Regions from separate parts of the Ovis aries genome. Here region 2 is linked to region 1. Evidence: chromatin contacts called from public Hi-C data. All regions are on one chromosome and are shown on one strand. The core of a region is the stretch at or near the end of the contact, and the rest is flanking DNA. Distances in the headings are between cores, read along the strand shown. Region 1 has its middle 300 kb from the start of HS6ST1. Region 2 holds the start of HS6ST1 (heparan sulfate 6-O-sulfotransferase 1).

Region 1 (3,489 bases), core at 498-2,997:
CACCTTGTCTTTAAACGTGTCATATAGGCCATTCGACTCCTAGATTTTTTCGCTTTAGAGCAACTGTGGTCACTACAGCTCCAGAAAGAATCTCAAGTCAGTAGTAACCTCACTGAAAGCTTAACAAAATGTAAATGTTAACAACCTGGAACGTAAGAAGTAAAGAAACTGAGAGTGGGACAGAGGACTAGAAGATGGGAAGAAGCAGAGGGTACAGGCTTTTCCCTCGTGTGTGAGGGAGTAGTCATCTTCCCAGAGTGTATAAGAAATAGAGGTACAAGCCCTTCAATCGAATTTACCAGAAAAACAGTAGATCTCAGGTAATGAATACAAATATTAAGAAATGAAAGGAGGCAAACGTGAGTAAAGGATACTTGAAGAGAGCTAAATTCCTCAGTATAACACTGAAGACTAGATGTATGCTTTTAGTTAACAAAACAAAAACAGACCATGCTTGATTTATTAGGAAGTCTTTCTAAAAATAATTTTAGTGGTTGCATAATACTTACTGGGCAATTAGCAGGATATTTTGCTAGTTGGACATAACTTTTGCTGTTACTCAATAGTAAGACTAAAATTACTAGGAAAACGTTTAGAATGTTTGACAACCCTTATTTATAGTTGAAGAGAAATTTCGAGAAAAACAAAAATCTTAAGCGGTTAGAAGAGGGTGATGGGCTAGAGAGTGGGTGCTGAAAGGTGCCAGGGGAAGAATTTTGCTTTTTGTTTTCTGTTCTCTTGGATTTGATCCTCTCTTTTCCCATGTTTTTACAATGTCCATGTATCGTTCTGAGATTGAAAATATCAAATACTCTAAATGTTTTTCTGTTAATTTCAGATCTAAAATTCAGTTACATTAAAAACTAGATGTTCAGTTAAGTACTCTACTATATTGCCTGAATATGATACTTTGCAGCAGCTAAAATTATTTTCGTAAAGTTACAATAATTATGGGAAAGACTTCTGTTACAATGTAGGATAAAAACTGAAGAATCTGAAATTTTATATGGAATATGGTCACAACTATGTGAAAAAAGCCAGAAAGTAATAAAATCATAACTAGATTTTTTTAATGGGGGATATAACCCAAAATGTTAGCAGTGATTTTCTTTGGTAGGAGAGGCTACAGAAATTTTTTAAATTCCTCTTTCTAATTCTCTGGCTTTTACATTTGTGTTAATAGAGGACATGTGTTTTGTTTTGTTTTGGTTTTTTTTTAATGAAGGGGAAAGGAGACATTGAACTATGAATTCATAGCAGCAGAGAGAAGGGCGCAATTTAACTTGGCAGGCTTTGTCTCACACATGAGAAGGAAGTGGACACAACTGGGTGATTCTGTTTATCCTCTTTGATGCCAACAGAATTGAGATGATGCTAAAAGCATTTTGAGTCCCCCATGACTTGAGTCACAGTACAAAGGAACCTCAAATGATTCTAATAATCCCTGTCACTTGTGTGAAACATTTCCCTGCAAGGGTGGAACTCTTCACAATATAAGAAAAAGCACAGTATCAGAAACCAGGAAACGTGAGCTCTAAATCCATGTGCCCACAACCAGAGCCGTGACTCCATTCTGGTTGCCTTCCCTCCCCAGGCTTTGCCAGCACAGCCCTCCCTCGATCAGGGAGCCAGAGCTGCACCATCTCTTGGCTCCCTTGAGATCTTTGCTACAGTGAGAAGCTATGACTCCATAAACGTGCCGGTGACTCAGATCCACCACTAGGGAAAATATATTTCCTGAAGCAAAACAACTCCATCTGGCAAGATGCGGCCCAAAAAACCTGAGCACAAGACACTGCTAATCTGCTCACCCAACATTCACCCCACGAAGTGATCTCAGCATATTTCAGAAATAACCCTGTTGTTTTTGATGTATTTCAGCTAGAATAAATTACATAAAACAAGCGAAAAGAAATGGATTCCAGGGAGGATGGGGAGAGGTGGGTGAGTGGGGGTTATTAACAGCTACTAAGCTACTAAGTGTTTCCTGTGTGTGTTCATTCACTCAGTCGTGTCTGACTCTCTGCCACCCCATGGACTGTAGCCCACCAGGTTCCTCTGTCCATGGAATTTTCTAGGCAAGAATACTGGAGTGGGTTGCCATTTCCTCCTCCAGGGGATCTGCCCGACTCAGGGATAGAATCTGCGTCTCCCTCATCTCCTGCGTTTCTGGCAGATCCTTTATAGCTGAGTCACCAGGGAAACCTAGTACTTCACATATTTAATGCTTACAAAATAGAGGTTAAGAGGAAAGGGAAGTTTGGTTGCCATGGCTGGATTCCAAAAAACAAATGTACCCTATTCAAAAACCAATGCACTTTTCATTCTATCTTTCAACATCCCTAAATCTGATGCATTGTTTGTGTATATGCGTGCACTAAAAGTGAGCAGATAAATATACTTTGCAATGTGTAAATAAAACATTTACAAAACTGATCATGTTTACTCATGTGTGGTAAAACTATTGGTTGGAATTTGTCATGACTTGACAAATCACACCAAAGGTAAAAGAAAAATTTAAATCTCAATAAAAGAATTACGCTGCGACTTTCAAGTGACAAAATCAGAGTTTCAAGGGTTTTGGAAGACAAGAGTCTATTTCTGATGAGACAAGGTGAAATGGATGTGATTTTGAACTTCTCCATATAGCTCCTACAGGTAGATTTTAAGCAGATTTTTACACTTAAAATTGGGCCTAACATGGTAAGAAGGGACTTCTGTGTACAACCAAGTTGAGATAACAAATACTGGATTTACCCTCCCACCTGAAACAAAATGACAAGAGAAACTGACAAAATACATGAAACAAAGGTCTGCAAGACCCTGTACTTAAGACAACAACAAAAGGTAACAACTACTGAGAGGTGGGGGAGAAATGAGCCCTCAAATTGCCCCAGTTTATCTTCCTAGGAAAGTGTCCAGGCCAAAGAATAGGAACATCAAATTCTTGAGGAAGCTTGTAGATACCTGAAGTCGAGGATACAGAGCTGGGAAGACCAAGGACCAAGGCCCTAGAGTCCACAGAACAGTGCTGAAAAGAAGAAAGCTGCTGAGAAAAAAACTCTTGGTAACTACAGAGGCCCTGCTTCAACCTTTCAGCTGAGAACTCATCAGTGCGTATTTGTGAGACAATTACACTACTCAAGGCTGAGGAAAGAACCACCCAAATGTTGGAGGTAATGGTGCCTAACACTAAAACAGGCTGGAAACCACACTGAAAACCTCAAGATCCACGGGGTCTCAATAATAGTCTATTAATAACTAGACCTAGAATGAGCACTGCTTCAAAACAAATCTCCAAAGCAAGACAGAAAAGGATCAGACTGCCTCCAAGTATATAACTATGTCCCAAAACAAAGCTCACAAACATTAAACAGGGTACAAAAATATCCAGCACCCAACAAGGTAAAACTCACAATGTCAAGTGTCAACCAAAAATAGCAGGGGGACTTCTCTGGTGACCCAGTGGTGAAGAATCCACCCTGTGAC
Region 2 (3,489 bases), core at 455-2,954, 300 kb after region 1:
GTTGGCGTCTGGGTAAGGACACCGCTGGGCGGACCCAGGTCAGCGCTGCCCTCCAAGTCTGGACTGCCACCTCCCGGGTCCTGCAGGAAGGCTCCTGAGGCTTCAGGCCAAAACGGGGTCACGAGACTGGAGACAGGCAGGCGGCCCCAGGTTCACCGCTGCGCCGGCCTCCACTCCTGGCAAGAACGGATCCTCACTGGAGAAGGCTGACCAGGCCACCCACAGGGCTCCGGGACCAGATAGTTTGAAAGTAGCTACGGAGGGGGCAGGGATTTTGAGGCCCTGGGTCACACTGGGGACCGGCCACCCCACCACACTCCCAGTGGGCCCTAGGTCACCCTGTATTGTATTCAGAGTGCTGCAGCAGAGCAGATGTGCCTTCAGCCCTTCTGAAAATAGCACACTCCCCTCTTAGTTGGATTTGGGGGTGTCAGTGGTTGGTTTTCCAGTTCTCTGGGTTTGCTTCCAGAAGGGATTTCTGGTGTGATTTCATATATTACTATTTTCAACAGTTTCGTTGCAATATGATTGACACAATAAATCCTCACAAAGCCTCTTCAGGACCCACATCACAGAAACCAGGGAAGGCCCTGGCAGAGGTGTATGCGGACATTTGAACCCAGGCCTGACAGCTGGAATCGTTCTGAGACCACTGGACCTGAGTCCAAACACTAGCGCCCGCCCTCAGCGAGGCAGGGCAGAGACTCTCAACAGGTCATTTCGCAATCTGGCGCACTTCCTGTTCCATGAAGACGCCAGAGCGTCTGAGCCCAGTCAGGACCAGGCTGTGTGGTTCCGGGGAAAGCGCAGGGTGTGCGGCTCAGGGCCCAAGCTGGAAGGCGTGGGGGCAGGCTGGGCTAACCAGGAGAGAGGCCCGCGGGGGCGGTGGGCCACCACCACGGACAGGAAAGGCCCAGCAGCCAGACCCTCTGACCCATGTGCCAAAGCCAGAAGTTGAAATGTTTTTGTGGGCGCTCACAACTTTAAATATTGGCTCCACTTTTTATAACTTTCTCATTGAGATCATAATTAAACTAGGAGGAAAAAATGCACGTTGGCTAAACAGCGAAAGACTGCACAAGGCTGCCCGAAGTCTTCCGCGCACACTTCAGCATCGCTCCGCGAGGGGCTCCGGGTCAAGGTCCCAAAGCCGGGGTGCCGGGATAGAGGAGGAAGGTCGACGGCCGCCGTGGACCCCAGGCTCCCCGCCCCCAACCTTCCCTTTTCCTTCCGCGACCCGCGCCCTGCCCCCCCGCCCCCAGATCCCACCAAGTCCATCCAGCCCCCGACCCCTCGCGTTTGGAACTTCAAAGCGGCCGGCTGGCAAAGTCAAGGCGTTCCCTCCCGAGAAGCGGGCAGGGGGACTCAGTCCCCCCCCCGAACCCGTCGCCGCGAGCCCCCGCCCCCCACGCAGCCCAGAAGGGCCATCTGCGCCCCGCTACACGTTTCTCCAGTCGCTCCCCACGCCTCTGCGGACATCAGCCAGTTCCCGGTTCTCGCCACCCGCCTCGGATGGGCCTCGCTGAGGCCAGAGACCGGCGTCCGAGCGCCGGCTCGGACCCGCCTGCAGCCCCGGACCCCTGGGGGCGGGGCCGAGGATCCACTCGGGCGGCGACGGCAAGAGGCGCGGCGGGGGCGGGCCGGGGGCGGGCCTGGGCGGGGCGGCGGCGGACTGCGGAGACGCGGCGGCGCGCGGGGCGGCGCAGAGCGTTCTGGCCGAGGCGCGGAGCGGAGCCGAGTGGCCGGCGTGGGGCCGCAGGGGGCGCGAGCCGGGGCAGGGCCGGAGCCGAGCCGGAGCCCAGCGGGGTCGGGCCGGAGGGCGGGGGCCGGGCGGAGAGCAGCCATGGCGCCGCGAAGGGCCGGGGCGCGCGCCGCTGCGGGCGGCCTGGGCGCCGAGTAGCCGGGCCGGGCCGGAGCGCGGGCGGCGGCGGCGGCGGCAGAGCAGCTGCGCCCGCGCCCCCCGCCCTCCAGGCCCCGCGCCCCGCGCCCGGGCCGCTGGCGATGGTGACACATGCGGCGGCGGCGCGCCGGCGGCAGGACCATGGTTGAGCGCGCCAGCAAGTTCTTGCTGGTGGTGGTGGGCTCGGCGTGCTTCATGCTCATTCTCTACCAGTACGCGGGCCCGGGCTTGAGCCTGGGCGCGCCCGGCGGCCGCGCGCCGCCCGACGACCTGGATCTCTTCCCCACGCCCGACCCGCACTACGAGAAGAAGTACTACTTCCCGGTGCGCGAGCTGGAGCGCTCGCTGCACTTCGACATGAAGGGCGACGACGTGATCGTCTTCCTGCACATCCAGAAAACGGGCGGCACCACCTTTGGCCGCCACCTCGTGCAGAACGTGCGCCTGGAGGTGCCCTGCGACTGCCGGCCGGGCCAGAAAAAGTGCACCTGCTACCGGCCCAACCGCCGCGAGACCTGGCTTTTCTCCCGTTTCTCCACGGGCTGGAGCTGCGGGCTGCACGCCGACTGGACCGAGCTCACGAACTGCGTGCCCGGCGTGCTGGACCGCCGCGACCCCGCCGCGCTGCGCACGCCCAGGTGAGCGTCCACCGACGGGCCGGGACGGCGGGGTGCCGGCTCGCGGCCGCTCCCCCGGGCCCGCCCCTCGCTCCCTGCCCTGCACGCCTGCCCTCCCGGGGCCGCCACTCGCCGCAGCCCTCTGGACCGCCTCCTTACCTCTGGGCTCCCGAGCCCGCAGTCCGTCTGCCGCGGCCCGCTGTGCTCCCCACGCTCGCATGCCCCCTCTCCCCGCGTGCTCGGCACCTCTTTACTTTTCCCCACCACCCGCCGGGCCGCGCGGCGTCTGGGCTTCCCGGGGTCACTGCCCCCTGCCCGCGGGCTCTCACCTGTCAGGCCTCAGCTCTGCGTCCAGGCTGGCCTGTGTCGTCGGGCGGGATTGCGGGTTTCTGTGCGCGTGTAGCCCACCGGGCTTCCCCGCGCGGCTGTCGCGCCCAAATCGAAAGTGAGAGAAGTGAGGGGCCTCTCCCCTGCACCTGCGGGCCACCCGCCCCACCCCCGGCCCGCCAGCCTGCCTGGAGAGGGCTGGGGAGGAGCTGCCGAGCCCAGGTGTGCAGGTGGAACAAAGGCCCGATTGTCACCTGGGGCTGGGGGCGGGGAGGAAGCGGTGCTGCCCGCCCCGCCCCTGCGAGCTGGGCCCTGACTAGGGGCAAACTCGCTGTGAAAGAGGAGCAGAAGCAGGCCAAGGGCAGGCTGAGGGGAGCTGAGCTGGCTGGAGGCACCTGGGCACCCAGACACCTCCCCTGAGAGATTGGGGACACAGGGCTGACCTGTCGCAGGGACAGCTTTCATGGGAAGGACTTTTTAGCCGGAAACACCCTTCCTCCCCACGGTGCAGGGTTTCCAAGGGTTAAAGTCGGATCTCTTTTTCTCTGGTTTGTGTTCATGCCCTGTGGGGCTGTCTCCCTAGGACGTTTAGAGCGGGAAGGGCCAGAAGGGAGGTCGTCTTGCCTGCCTTTTGTTTATGTCCCA

The links. Hi-C and Micro-C count contacts between places; a contact is called where the count stands out from the background.
Region 2: a Hi-C map of skin fibroblasts shows a contact between it and region 1, with 1.8 times the contacts expected there. The contact joins the promoter of HS6ST1 here to the enhancer-like site in region 1.

What each region holds. Positions count from the first base shown.
Region 1 is chr2:116,895,139-116,898,627 of ARS-UI_Ramb_v3.0, forward strand. No RefSeq gene overlaps it. Among named protein-coding and RNA genes, the nearest start is that of HS6ST1, 300 kb to the right of the region's middle. Within about 2 kb of position 1,748, at least 5 of the 54 cell types and tissues checked have an H3K27ac peak or open chromatin away from gene starts, as enhancers often do.
Region 2 is chr2:117,193,329-117,196,817 of ARS-UI_Ramb_v3.0, forward strand. It overlaps HS6ST1 (heparan sulfate 6-O-sulfotransferase 1), which reads left to right and starts at 1,705. Exons shown (of 2, transcript XM_027964665.3): 1 at 1,705-2,538. The coding sequence starts at 2,012.